Linked DNA regions of Anas platyrhynchos: regions 1 and 2 are each linked to region 3. The links are chromatin contacts, called in public Hi-C maps. All regions are on one chromosome and are shown on one strand. Each heading gives the region's core, a stretch centred on a gene start, on an enhancer-like site or on the middle of the called end of the contact. The rest is flanking DNA. Distances are from core to core; before and after follow the strand shown. Region 1 holds the start of TIGAR (TP53 induced glycolysis regulatory phosphatase). Region 2 holds the start of RAD51AP1 (RAD51 associated protein 1). Region 3 has its middle 12 kb from the start of FGF23.

Region 1 (4,731 bases), core at 920-3,419, 43 kb before region 3:
ATTCCACCAATCTCCCATCTAGAGCCCAGGCACTGAAATGATTTGGGTAAATAGGGCCTGAAGAAGATCACAATCTGTCTCATTTTTCAGAAAATGTAGGGAGGCTTTGGACTGCATGAAAAGAAGCATGGACAGCAGTTTGAGGAAGGTGATTCTCCCCCTCTTCTCTGCTCTTACGACCCTCACCTGGAGTACTGCGTCCAGCTCTGGGACCCCCAGCACAAGAAGGACATGGACATGTTGGAGTGAGTCCAGAGGAAGGCTGTGAGGATGATCAAAGGGTTGGAGCACCTCTCCTGTGAAGACAAGAGGGCTGGAGATGTTCATCCTGGAGAAAGCTCCAGAAAGACCTTATAATGGTATTCTGGTACGTAAAGGGGGCCTGTATGAAAGATGGAGAGGGACTCTGTAGCAGGAAGTGTAGTGATAGGACAACGGGTAGCAGTTTTAAACTAAAAGAGGATTGTCGTGGTTTAACCCGGCCGGCAGCTAAACACCACGCAGCCGTTCGCTCACCCTCCCCCCTCCCTCTCTGGGACGGGGGAGAGAAATGGAGAGTGAAGCCCGTGAGTTGAGATAAAGACAGTTTAATAAGACAGGAAAATAATAATAACAAAAATAATAATAATGATACAATGGTGATAATACGAAAGTAATAGTATGTACAAACAAGTGATGCACAATGCAATTGCTCACCACCCGCTGACCGATGCCCAGCCTAACCCCGAGCAGTCCGGCCCCCTCCCCCCAGCTAGCCACCCCTATATATTGTTTAGCATGACGTCAGATGGTATGGAATACCCCTTTGGCTAGTTTGGGTCACCTGTCCTGGGTCTGTCCCCTCCCAGCTCTTACTGCACCCCCAGCCTGCCCGTTGGCAGGACAGAGCAAAAGGCTCAGATGTCCTTGGCTTAGTATAAGCACTGCTCTGCAACAATTAAAGCATCGGGGTGTTATCAGCACTCTTCTCATCCTAAGCCAAAACACAGCATTCCACCAGCTACTAGGAAGAAAATTAATTCTGTGCTAACTGAAACCAGGACAAGGATAGATTTAGATTAAATATTTGGGAGCAAATTCTTCACTCAGAGGGTGGTGAGGCACTGGAAGAGGTTGCCCAGAGAAGTTGTAGATGTCCCTGCCTATGGCAGGGGGGTTGGAACCGGATGATCTTTAGGGTCTCTTCCAACCCAAACTATTCTACGAGTTGTATCACACAAGACCAGGTTGGCTCCAGTTGTTATGGAAGTCTACAAATGTGCCTATATCACCCACTTTTTTGCCTTGTGATCTGCCGGTCTGGAACAGTTGTTTTGAAACCAGCCCTCTCTCTGCTGCTGATCACTGAGAAAATATGATTTGGCTTCCAAAACTTTTAACCAAAACTTGTACTGAAGCATAATTTACTCACTACTGATACTACAAGCAAAGTCCTGTTGTCGATTAGTGTTCTTATTTTAGTTGATAGAACAAGTCTGAACATCAGCAAATATTGTGTCTTTTGAAACCTAATAAACTTAGTCAAGCTTCTTGTCCTAGAATCATGAGATTACGTGAAAATCAGTGTTTAAGATGAAAGCCACCCGATTATAATTGTAAAGTAAGAATATGTGCATTGAGACCTTAAATGATGTTTCAGACAGTATATGTCTTCAATTTAATTGTTATGGGGATTTGTTAAGAAGAAATATTCTACATCCGTAGCATTTTAAGGCCTGGTTGGCACAGCCCACGTCTCCGCTAGATGATGTACCTGCTGCCTGTAGAGCAGCCGTTCCCCTCAAACACACTTTCTCCTGCCAAACACAGGTTGAGCCCGCGTCTATCCCCACAGTCCCTGACAAACAGTAATGTGATGAGCGTGCTGGGGCTCCCAACGTATTCCAAGAGGTGGAAAAAGCTCGTGGCTGAGGCACGAAACTGTGCCTCGGTGGCGCTTCTCCTTGCGGCGGGTTGTTGGAATGGAGGCAGAGGAGGTTTTGGAGGCAGAGAAGTTTTTGAGAAAAAAAAGTTCGCATAGAAAGTGTATTTTTTAGAAAGTGTCTTTTTTTTTGGGGGGGGGGGGGGGGGGGAGTAGGTTTTTGTTTATTGATTGATTGTTATATTTATTTATTGATTGATAGATTTAGTGAAACGAGCCGAAGGCTTCCCTCAGGAGCCACCTTCCCGTTCCGCGCACCTCAGCAGGAGGTGGAGGAGGAGGCAGCAGCAGCAGGAGCAGGAGGAGGAGCAATGGCGGCTGCCGCCCCGTGACGTCACCGCCGGGCGCCGCAGTGCGGGCCCCGGCAGCCGGCGTGGTGGTGGCGGTCCGTCATGGTTCGCTTCGGGCTGACCGTTGTCCGGCAGTGAGTACCGCCGCCTCCTCCTCCTCTTCCTCTTCCTCCTCCTCCTCCCTCAGGGAAACAAAGCCTTCGTTTCCGCCGCCAGCCCTTCTCTGGGCGGGAGCTCCGTCAGCCCCACGGCCCTCACCCGCAGCCGGGGGGGTGGGGGTGGTGGCGGGGGGGGCTCTGCTTCAGGCAGGCGGTGTCAGGGTGGTTCGGGATCGGCCGAGGTCCGGTGTTAGACGTAAATTTAGTAAGGGCTATTTATGAGCTCCTGGGTCTTGTGACCGTCCTCCTGCCAGAAGCTCTCTGGTGGGGTGGCGGGTTCGCTCCAGAAGGGTAGGCTAACCTTTCTGCTGCGAAATGTTACGGAACTGGCATTTGTGGCTTCTTCAAAAGCGCTGAGGCGAGCTGCACTTTCAGGCTGTAGTGGATATGGACCGAGACCAGTGGTTAATGGGACTAAGCTGCTCCAGCTCCCTCCAAATGAAAGTCAACTTAATTTAAGTTAGCAGTTAGCAAGCTAGCTACAGCTCCCTCCAACTCACAGTAGTTCGCTGCCTAACTTTATGAAAACCAAACTTACATTTCATCTTCAGCATAATATGGCTTAATACTTGATTAGTGCAATTAGAGCAACAATTTCCTATTTCTAATTTTCCTCTTAAACAGAGTTATTCTTCCCTTCCAGACCTATCTCCCATGACTCGGTGCTCTAGTTGCAGCATTACTTTTACGTCATTTAGAAAGCATCAAAGCCAGAAACAGTTTGTTAAACTATCTTCAGGTGGGACTGTAGGAGGCACTTCGGAAAGATCCAAGTCATTCATCAGGAAATGGGTTGGTTTAACTTAGGCTGTGCTTGTGTGCGCTGCACTAAGTCAGTGTTACTTGGAAATCTGGGGATGCTGCTGTTCCCCACCCCCAAGCTGATGACCAGCAGGATGGACTCCATCCACCCTGATGTGTTTTCCTCAGGAGGCTGAAAACAGCTGTCAGGGTGTGGATAGAGTGTGAAGGATTAAATTGTTGCCCTGGGCGCAGGGATGTTTAAAGTGTGCTGTAAAATAGTGTTCTCTCTTAAAATACTTGCTTTCTGTCATTGGTTATCTATTTGGGGCTCATCTTAAGGACTTCTGCCCAGCAGTGTTGATAGCTATTTAAAAAGCAAGCAGCACGTTTGGCCCTCAGTACTGCAAAAAGCTAAGCATGTGATATTTCAGTCAGGTGAGACGTCTCAACAAACCATGCTTAAATTTGTTCATATTAAGTTTTTCCTCCAAAATATATCTTCTTGTGGTTTTAGTTGTTCTTTTCTTGCAATACCCCCAGTTATGATTTTCAAGATTAAATATTCTAATTTCAAAAGCAGGTTATGTTAATTCTAGTAGTTTTTCTACAGCTCCAGCATTTTATACTGTGCTTCTTCAAGGTGTGCAAGCAGCTCTGCTGTCAACGTTGATAATTGCTTGAGTTGGCTTCACTCTAAAGCACAGGGGTCCAGTTGAGTAGTAAATACCTCTCTTAAGAGGACTACAGAGTCTTCCTACTTCTCTCTCTCCAATATGACACTGTAATAGATAAATTATGCAGCATTTATGATGAATTTAAGAGATTGCTTTCCTTCTCTTTGTTCCAGGTAGGTTTGTCTTAGTAAATATTGATAGTGTGATTGAGGCTGATCACTTGAAAATGGTTTTGTTCTATAGTAAAATCTTCAAATACATCTGTTTTTGAAAGTAAGCTGTGCTGTACGTTGCTTTTGATATTCAGACTCTTCTTTTCCGTTTTGTTTATAATATAATAATGTTATTGAACTTTGACTAAATTATTGAGTTACTTTTTTTGTCTAATGTCTTTCAGTGGAGAAACAAGATACAACAAAGACAAGATACTGCAAGGTTAGTGTCAGTTATTCTACTAGCTTCTTGGAGATTGAGAACTACTTTTCCCTACAAAATGAAAAATCCCAGAATCAACTGCTAAATATTACTACAGAATAATATTGAATACCTTAGGCTATTAAAATATTTTTATTTGTAGATGGGAATGTTAGCTTGATAACCGTAGAAGACTACAAAGATTCTAAGTCAGTCTCTGAATAATGCCACCAAATAGTGGTACTTTTCTGGTATTGACAGAAGTGTTACATTTCCTTTTGCTAAACAAGAAAAAAAAAAGTTACCTGTAATTGAATAAAGTGATAGCAGCACCTGTTAAGACAGTGGTCTGTGACATTCTGGCATCCTTAAGTCTCAGGAGTTAGTATCAAGACTGAGAAAAGGGCTTATGGGACTTGCATGCGTAGTGAGAGCAGCAGCTCTGATGAAGAAGCAGCTAGGTACACCTTCATGCAACGTCTGGAGTTAGTAAGGAACCACAGAGGCAGGAATAAGGGTTATGTTGTAAA
Region 2 (4,304 bases), core at 1,550-4,049, 62 kb after region 3:
TCTGAATTAAAGTTTGTTCAAATCTTTTCCTCATCTTTTCATCTTGCGGAACTTCCAATTTCTTATTTAAATTATATTACAATAATGGCAAAGCATGATACATACTTAACCTAAGCACTTAAAACATCGATAGGAATGGAAATGAAACAGCAGTGGAAATTAAGTTTAAAAAAAAAAAATCAAACCTTCTACTAATCAGATGACCTTTGCTTGTGTAATTTTCAGTGCCTGAGGAGAGTGGAAGATAGCTGAGCCTAACAATATAAACGAAGCATTATATGACTAAGTTTAAAGAGGGAAATACAAAACTAAAATAGGGCTTACATTGGCAAATATAAATTGACAAGCACTATCATATGAGTTGTATACATCCATTAGTATGCACCTGTATTTTGTAGGACAACTGAAGAAAAGAATGCAGAATACCTTTCCCGAAGCTTTTTCAATTCCACATCTCTTTCACTTATTAATTCCGAGATGCTAACAAAATAATTGTGTTCCAGGTTTAACAGTGTTTCAGAAGCTGGAGAATGTATCAGATCATGATAAACATCTGCAAAATCTTCATCCCAGCTGGTTTCTTCAGGTTTTGCATATTCTAATGTTGTCTAAAAATTATAAGAGAGAAGTCTTTAAAGTCACCACATAATATAAAACAATGATCTCTCATAATGGGGAGGCAAAACCAACTGGGCATTCACACTGATGCATGTCCTTCAACGTACATGAATTATCTCCTTGATTTGAGCTGTCTGTATTCTGCTTTAGCTTTTATCATTTTCTCTCTTCTCATATTCTCTTTCAAAGCAACTAGCAGCAGAAGTATTATGGTTTTGCCAACAGTGAAGAATCATCAATTTTCACCATCAGCGTGAAAAGAAGAATAATTTAGCACTTACTATTTTAAGTATTTAAGGTCAAAAAAATATGTCAAAAAAATAAATCTGCACAACATCATTTGCATTTGATGAAGTTTAGATAGGGTCCAAAACATCATCTGCGCAAAGAAAAACATCTTACTAGAAAGGAGGACCAAACTCTGATGTCACTACAATGTGATCAACAGCAATGACTTAAGAAAAGCAATTTTTCATTAACAAGAGATAATCAGAGATAGATGCCAGTTCAGCAGGCTCTTCTATACTGATACGATCCTTGTATTTGCTGTGATTCCCACCAGATTCAGATGATAAATTTAGATGGTAACATTGAAGAAATGTCAAGAGATGATAAAATCATAATCCTTGCACTGAGGCAAGATTTTAAATAAATTTTTAAAGAGTTTGCCTAACCTATTCATAGTAACCTTCAGAGCAGAAGAGGGTAAACTCTTTCAATTATTTGAAACATTCCTGTGCTCACCCAATGCAGATTTTTTCTTCTTAAAGGTTAAGCTAATTTCATTTTATTCATGTTCATCAAGGCATACAATTTGTTCACAGTTTTCTTTAGGAGACTTCATTGGTATGTTTGACATTCTGGATGGGATCAACGCAAATCTTGTTCTTTGATTCTAATGTATCATAACTCCTAGATCTAATTTTGTTTGACAGTCACTATCTATTTTACTTCTCCGTTTTGTTTTTTTAACTCTACTAAATTTTTGCCAGTAATGAGTTAAATTCAGGAAAAAACTGACTAATAAGTTCCAGGGTGAATACCTAATAATCACTTTGGAATAAAAGGAAAAAAATCGTAAGAATTGTAAAAATGAAATTTCCATGTAATTTTGCACCTTCACAGAAGTGATTACGTCTGCATACATGTGCACACACATACACACAAATCAAATTCTGAACATTAATTTTTCAGCCTTAGTCTTACCTCTTTATAAGCTTTAGACCAAGCATCTGCCAGCTGGTTTATGTCTACTTTTCCTGATTTCACTGCTTCCAGAGCCATTTCAGCTTCTCTATCATAATCTTTTATAGTTTCCTCTTCTATGAACTTACTAAGAGATTGCTTCAGGTCTATTATAACAAACAGAGAATGGCCCATCAACAAAACCATCTAAGTGGAAGTTATCAGCAATCAACTAGGAAACATAGAAAGATTTTTTTTTTCTGAAAACCTTTTACTTAGGCACTTTCCTTCTAGTACTGATAGCCATTTTCTTAAATGTTTAGCTATTAAAAAAAAATAAAACATTTCTACTAAGTACCTTTCTTTTGGTTTCTTCAAGTGTGGCATAAGGTATTTATGGGCATGAATACGTGACACTAAAAATTCAAAATTTAAAAATTCAAGTCTTACCATTCTCTATAAAACATGGCAGGTTGTGCAGAAGCATTAGACGTCCATGCAGATGACTGACATTTTCTTGCACAGGAAATTTAAGGGGCACTGTCAGCACTAGATGCTGATTTCCAGCATTGAATTCGTACACATAGTCTCTCTCCCTAATGCAGACGTTTCCTTTATTAGGCTTCATCCTCGAGCTGGTTTCGTGAACTAGCAATAAAACGTGCATGAGTTAGATTCTAGTAAAACCATACACAAATACGCTAACAAAAAGCGTGTTTTGTTAACAATTAACAACTTCTGGTTTTTAAAACTTTAAAACCTGCATTTTTCATAAATATTAATCTCATTTTTGACTAACCCAGCCCCAGCCATTCTGCGATGTTAAACCAAGCCCCAGCCGCTTACCCCCACCACCACCTACCCCAAACCCGGGCCGAGGCCGGGCCGCGCGGCCCCCCTCCCCGAGCCGCCCCCCGCCCGCCCCGGCCTCACCTCCGCGCCCCGCCGCCCCCCGCTGCCGAGCGGGCGGCGCCAGCTTCGCGTCCGCAGGCGCAGATTCGCCACCAGCCGCCCCGTGGCGAATGTGCGGGGCGAGGCGCGGGTGGTGTCGTCATGGCCGCGGGAACGGCGCGGCCGGTGCGGAGGTGAGGGCTGGGGGGGGGGGGGGGCGTTTCCTAGAAAGCCGGCGGCCGTTACCCGGCCGTTACCCGCCCTCGGCTGAGGGGGCCCGGCCAGGGCCCCGACCCTTTGCTATAAGGGCAGCAAGGCCCTGGATCGGGTTGCCCCGAGAAGCTGTGGGTGCCCCATCCGTGGAGGTGTTGAGGGCCAGGCTGGGGAACCTGGTCTGGTGGGAGGTGTCCCTGCAGGGGAGTGGGGCTGGGTGGCTTTGAGGCAGAGCTCAAACCCTTCTGTGGCTCTTAATAACCTTACAGTAAAACATCTGAACGTGCGTTATTGTTTTCCTTAAAATCTTGAGTTACCCGAAGTCAAGTATTAGCAAGTCAGGGTTCTCACTCCCAAATGATTAACGCTGTGCGGTTTTGCCACAGGAGCAAGAAAGTTGTTGATTATTCCGAATTTGGTGAAGATGATGGTAAGTGATGTATTTTTCTATGTAACAAAAATGTCAAACACTAATGCCACTACCCAAAGCATCAGTGGAGTGTTTGTAATGAATCACTTCAGCAACAAGACTTACTGCTTTTAGTGGAAGTAAACTGTGCACACTGTTAAAAGTCCTGATTCAACAGGAATATGATGACTGTAAGCCAGGGTATGCTAACAGTTTATTAGGGAACTAGTGAATACACTGTGTTATTGCAAGAAAATTGTTTCTTTCCCTGCCTTAGTTTTCAGAGAGAATTGCTTGTTCCATGTCCTCCTGAAGATCAGTTCGCAGGACTGTAAACCAGAATATTGTCAGGAATTGTGGATTGTCTGTACATAGACCTAACATTCCTATTGCAGCTCTGTACCTTGATGGGTTCTGGGTGAGAACTTAACAGTCAAATGTTGAGATTCATTGATAAGAAAAATAGATTGCAGGCTATTTATTTTCATGACAGTCCTTCTTTCCTCTGAGCCCCAATTGGTGTCACATGTTTTCGGTACTGAATTTGGGTTTCCTTACTTTCATGGATTTGGACTATGGATTTTTTGTTGCTCTTGGTTGGTTGTTTTCCTGCTTGCTCTTCATCTGTTTGTGAGATGAATTGAATAGTGTGAAGTGATGGGAAGGAGAAGGTGAAGTAAATAATGTTGATGGTCCCTTGCAAGTCCTGCAGGTTAGTGCAGAGCTTTAGTTTCATGAGTTTAAATGTGGTGCATGACTTTTCTTAGTCTTTAAGTGACCGTTTGTAATATTTAAACAAAAGTTAAGTCACTTTTCTTCTGTCCCTCATGGTTTGTTTGTGTTTGTTTGTTTGTTTCCTCAGAATTGATCATATATATATGTACATGTTCTCTGGCATTTAGAGAGCACTGAAGACCATTATACTTTTTTCCTTATTTTGTACTGTGAACTGCAGTGTCTTCAGTTGGAAGAAAGGTGGTTTCTATGC
Region 3 (4,292 bases), core at 1,749-4,248:
CTTATTTAGGCTTTAAATCATAGAATGACTTTACAGGTAGATTTACACATCCCTGCAACCACAATATTTCTTCATGTTGCCTTCTCATCATGCTGCTGGTGGGGAGGAACTTGGTGTCCTGGATGCAGAGGTTCATCAATTGCTGGGACACTGATCCTGCACCTGCCCCCTGCTGATCTTTAGCCATTTTTACAGCTGGCACAGTCTGGTGTCATGCCAGGGCTGGTTGGGAAATGCATTCTGTTTCAAAGAATAAAAGCAAGCTGGTTTTTATCATCTTTATTGAAGTTTTGGCCTCTCACCAAACTGCTCAGTTTTCCAAAAACAAAGATTTGCTGGCTGATATGTTTTTTAAACTTAGAAACATAATATGTATTTTTTATTATTTATTTTATTTGTTTATTATTATTATTATTATTTATCTATTCCTTTGCCCCAGTGAACCTTTTTACATGTCAGAGGGTGAGTAGCCCACTTGCTTATCCCAAACATGACTGTATATCTGACACAGTGGTCCCTTCAAGACCCTTTGCTCCATGGTTCATTCACCTCTCTGACTTCACTTCTGGGGAAAGTGATGAAAATGAGCTTAAAGGATGGAAACTTAAAAAAGAATGAAAGTTAAGTTAGCACTTTGATGTCAGCTGATACCCAGCTCAACAAAAAATTGAAGTTGTGCAGAATACAAATATACATAAGAAATTTCAAACAAAAGAAATTTCACAATAACACAAGGGGCTTTTAGACCCGCATGTTGACTGTTATAGGGTTGTGAAAAATAAATTTTGTTCAATATTACTCTTGTCTTCTTTTGAAATCTTCAAGTTTTTCATTAAAATTCACAATACAGAACGTCTATAGATTTGGTCAATATTTAAAGAATGTGACACCCATACACGTCCCATACATGTCATTTTCTTTGCAAAGTGTTGTTTTTTGGTGAGTTGCCATGGAAAGGCTGCAGTTTCTCTCTCTGAATTCTCTGATTCTGAAGTTTGCCCTATAGTACAGTTTATTTAGCTGGCACATCCAGTATTGTTGACCGGCCTATCTAGGTAGTGTGTCTCATTTACAGAAGTATATTCATTCTTCTTGTGTGCTTGCTTCTATGTCCTCAGGAATACTGAAGATCCAGATATGCAGTCTCAACAAGAAAATCAGTTCAGGCATTCATCCCCTAATGTACTGTGCTGCATATAAGCTAAAGATAGGCTGACAAATTGTTTTGTTTTGGGAAAAAAAATAATCTTTGGTTTACTTTAAGTTTCCTAACATTTCTGTTCATTTAGCTCTAGGATTTAACACTTTTGCATAGGGTTAGCTACATGGTTATATTAAAGTGCAGAAGTACTTAACATTTCACAGTAAGGGTCTCTGGATCAAGCCAGGCAAGATCATGAGGTTAGAGTCAAATAATCTGCTTGTGCTACTTGTTATTCCCATCACCTCAGCAAGAGGTCTGAAGGCCTGGCTGCATGGAAACATTGCCAAGAGCCAAGGTAGTGTAAGGATTTGTCAAGTGCCCTGCTTGTATTTTGACCCTGGAGTAAATGTAAACTAACTTGTTCCTCACTGGATAACTGAGATAAAAGCACTAAAGTGCTTTTGAAAAAGGTGATGATCTCACTGAATGACACCTATGCTCGTTATCATAACTACCTTCTATATATTTTAGAAGCAGATCTCTTGTCCATTGAATAAACCGGAGGATTTTTATTGGCCTGGTAAGCTCTGGTTCAGGTCACAGATGGAATAACCCCAGAAAAAAATAGGCTCTGATCACCTGGAATAACTCAGAATATATCAGTTTTCCTAAGAAATATTTAAGAGAAAGTTAGGTGCTTTTATCCTGGCAACCGTGTAAAAATATAACCGCAAACAACTTCATTGTTTTATACATTATCCCTAATGATTTCTCATCTGACGTAAGTTGGTATGGTTGTATTGTCCTTGGAGGAGCTATTCTAGTGCTATGAGTTCTGGCCCATGAAATCACAAACACACAGTAAAATTGAGGACTCTAAACAGTTGAGTTAGGGGACAGAAATTTAGTCCCAATCAAGGCATTTTACTCTACACCTTGTAACAAAAAATAACCAATGATATGCATGCATGCAATAAAGGATTGAATTATATGTTCTTCTCATGATCCAAGGGCACAGCTTGTTCAGCTCATCTGGACTTATTCGCCCCTTGGATTTTGGCCAAACTCTTTTCAGCAGACTATGGCTTCCAAAACAAACATGCTTTTGGGTTGAGCTGGATGCAGAGGTTGGCTGCAGAGAAAAAAAGAACTCTCTACTTGTGGCTGCATACTTAGTTGTTTGTTTTTAGGATTTTTTTTCCAGTGACAGCTATTTCATCAGTCAGGGTTGGTCACTGCAATTAAATGTACATCCAGTTTACATTACGTGTAATAAACCTAGAGATTCCCACACTGTCTTATCCTCAGTCTCTTCCTCAGTTACCCCACAACTAGAAGAGATTCGTGTTTCTTCCTTCAGTCTTGCATTATGGCAGGGAAACCAAATATCCTCTTTGCTTCTGCTGAGTCATTTGTGACTCTAAACCTGAGGCACAGGAGTTCGCACTTGGGTCATTTTCCCAAAGAACAAAGTCCTTCTTAGTTAAATACCTGGGACATAATTCTGTCCTTCTTTGATTAAACTGATGCAGAACATTCAGCCAATTACATAAGAAAAAGTAGGGGTGGGGGTGTGTAGAGATATGTATAGACACATATATATATGTATATATATATATAAAAAAAAAAGGAAATGCAAACGAGATTTGAGGCTGTTTTTTTATTATTTTTTTTTTCCTTTTATGAGCATAGCTTGTCACATGGCCATTACTGACCAGCATTCTTGAGTCACTGAAAGATTATGGCCTGCAAATTTCTGTCAAAGATCCTCTGCTTTCCTTAGCAACGGTGGGAGCAGAGCAGAGCATTGCTAACCCTCCTGGGGACTGGATTGTTTCACAACAGTTTAATTTCTCTTTGCAAATTGCCTTATGAAATCCAGACACTAACCTCACCCCATTGTCATGCTCCTGCACTGAACTGTATTAAATGAATGTCTGGTGATTCCCTTGAGAGGCTGGAGGGGGAATCCCCAGTTTATAGACTCTCTGCCTTTACCAGCCCATACCCTCTGAGACTCCTTAGTTTAAGCAAGACTATCAACCCAACCATTAAAAAAACAATGGCATATTGGGTTGCATTCGAAAAAGCATAACCAACAGATTGAAGGAAGTATTTATTTCCCTTTTGTAAGGCCACATATAAAACAGTGTCTGATTTGGCGATCCACATTGCAAGAGAGATGTTAACAGATGGGAGCACATACAGTAAAGATCCACTAAAATTTATGTGGACTGGAGAATGATACACAAGGACAGGCTGTTAGAGCTGGATTAGTTTGGCCTGGAGAAGGCAAGGGGTAAAATCTAGTTGGAGTTTCAGTACTTGAGTGGCAATATACAGAAGACAGAAATAATATTGTTGTTATGTGAAAAATAGATGGCTGAGGTAGTTGTCACACACCATTTAGATCTCCCAAAGGCTAGTCCAGAATCCTATAAACCTTTCCCTGCTGCCTCTTCAACTACACATCTCCATGACAGACCTTTTCCCAGAGTTGTCTTTCTCCTCCATTTTTGGAAGCAGAAATGCAATTTGTACAGAGTTGCGAAAATTCATGGTAATCTCTCTAATACTGCTAATTTACAGAGAAACATTGTTCTTTAGAATGATGGTGATGTATCTCAATCCAGCTTTTACATTTGTGTCTCATATGTCTGTGCATGTGTGTGGAATGGAATATCTGGAAAATGCTTTTTCTGTTTTGTGAAACACTGGATACTTTGCCAAATGCATCATCAGAAGATACTAAGACAGAAATTTATTTTCTCTGAAGCATCTGGCATAGAATCCTGCTAGGACACAACAACCAGTTTAAAAGAACAAAGCTCATCTCTTTCGGTGGATCACTCACTAGAAGTCACTGTGGTAAACAAGTGTCAGGGACCAGTGTGGGCTGGGTCTGCTCTCTAGGGGAAGAGGATCTGAGAGCTGAGAGGAAAAAATAAATAAATAAAATAAAATAAAATAAAATAATCAGAGGCATAGCAAATCAATCACCTCACCAGTCAGCAGCTGTCCCACAATACCCAAACTGGGGCATAGAGCAGACCCAGAGATGGTGGCAGGCCCAGACAAGAGCCCAGATCACAAGACAACATCATGGTGACAAGAAAGGTCTAGGACCTAGACCTGATCTTCCCATCAG

Evidence for each region. Hi-C and Micro-C count contacts between places; a contact is called where the count stands out from the background.
Region 1: a Hi-C map of subcutaneous adipose tissue shows a contact between it and region 3, with 1.7 times the contacts expected there. The contact joins the promoter of TIGAR here to the enhancer-like site in region 3. A contact is called at or near these places in 3 of 8 Hi-C or Micro-C datasets (liver, skeletal muscle and subcutaneous adipose tissue).
Region 2: a Hi-C map of subcutaneous adipose tissue shows a contact between it and region 3, with 2.4 times the contacts expected there. The contact joins the promoter of RAD51AP1 here to the enhancer-like site in region 3. A contact is called at or near these places in 3 of 8 Hi-C or Micro-C datasets (F5 follicle, skeletal muscle and subcutaneous adipose tissue).

What each region holds. Positions count from the first base shown.
Region 1 is chr1:79,314,026-79,318,756 of IASCAAS_PekinDuck_T2T, forward strand. TIGAR (TP53 induced glycolysis regulatory phosphatase) reads left to right here and starts at 2,170. Exons shown (of 6, transcript XM_027449912.3): 1 at 2,170-2,345; 2 at 4,185-4,222. The coding sequence starts at 2,314. It overlaps LOC140003225 (a long non-coding RNA gene), which reads right to left and starts at 952. Exons shown (of 3, transcript XR_011811490.1): 1 at 697-952; 2 at 187-296.
Region 2 is chr1:79,418,535-79,422,838 of IASCAAS_PekinDuck_T2T, forward strand. It overlaps RAD51AP1 (RAD51 associated protein 1), which reads left to right and starts at 2,800. Exons shown (of 9, transcript XM_072042680.1): 1 at 2,800-2,888; 2 at 3,294-3,337. The coding sequence starts at 2,857. It overlaps FERRY3 (FERRY endosomal RAB5 effector complex subunit 3), which reads right to left and starts at 2,875. Exons shown (of 14, transcript XM_072042674.1): 1 at 2,737-2,875; 2 at 2,254-2,451; 3 at 1,825-1,970; 4 at 427-608. The coding sequence starts at 2,431.
Region 3 is chr1:79,356,248-79,360,539 of IASCAAS_PekinDuck_T2T, forward strand. No RefSeq gene overlaps it. Among named protein-coding and RNA genes, the nearest start is that of FGF23, 12 kb to the left of the region's middle. Within about 2 kb of position 2,999, at least 3 of the 8 cell types and tissues checked have an H3K27ac peak or open chromatin away from gene starts, as enhancers often do. A contact at or near this core is called in subcutaneous adipose tissue, where this site is marked.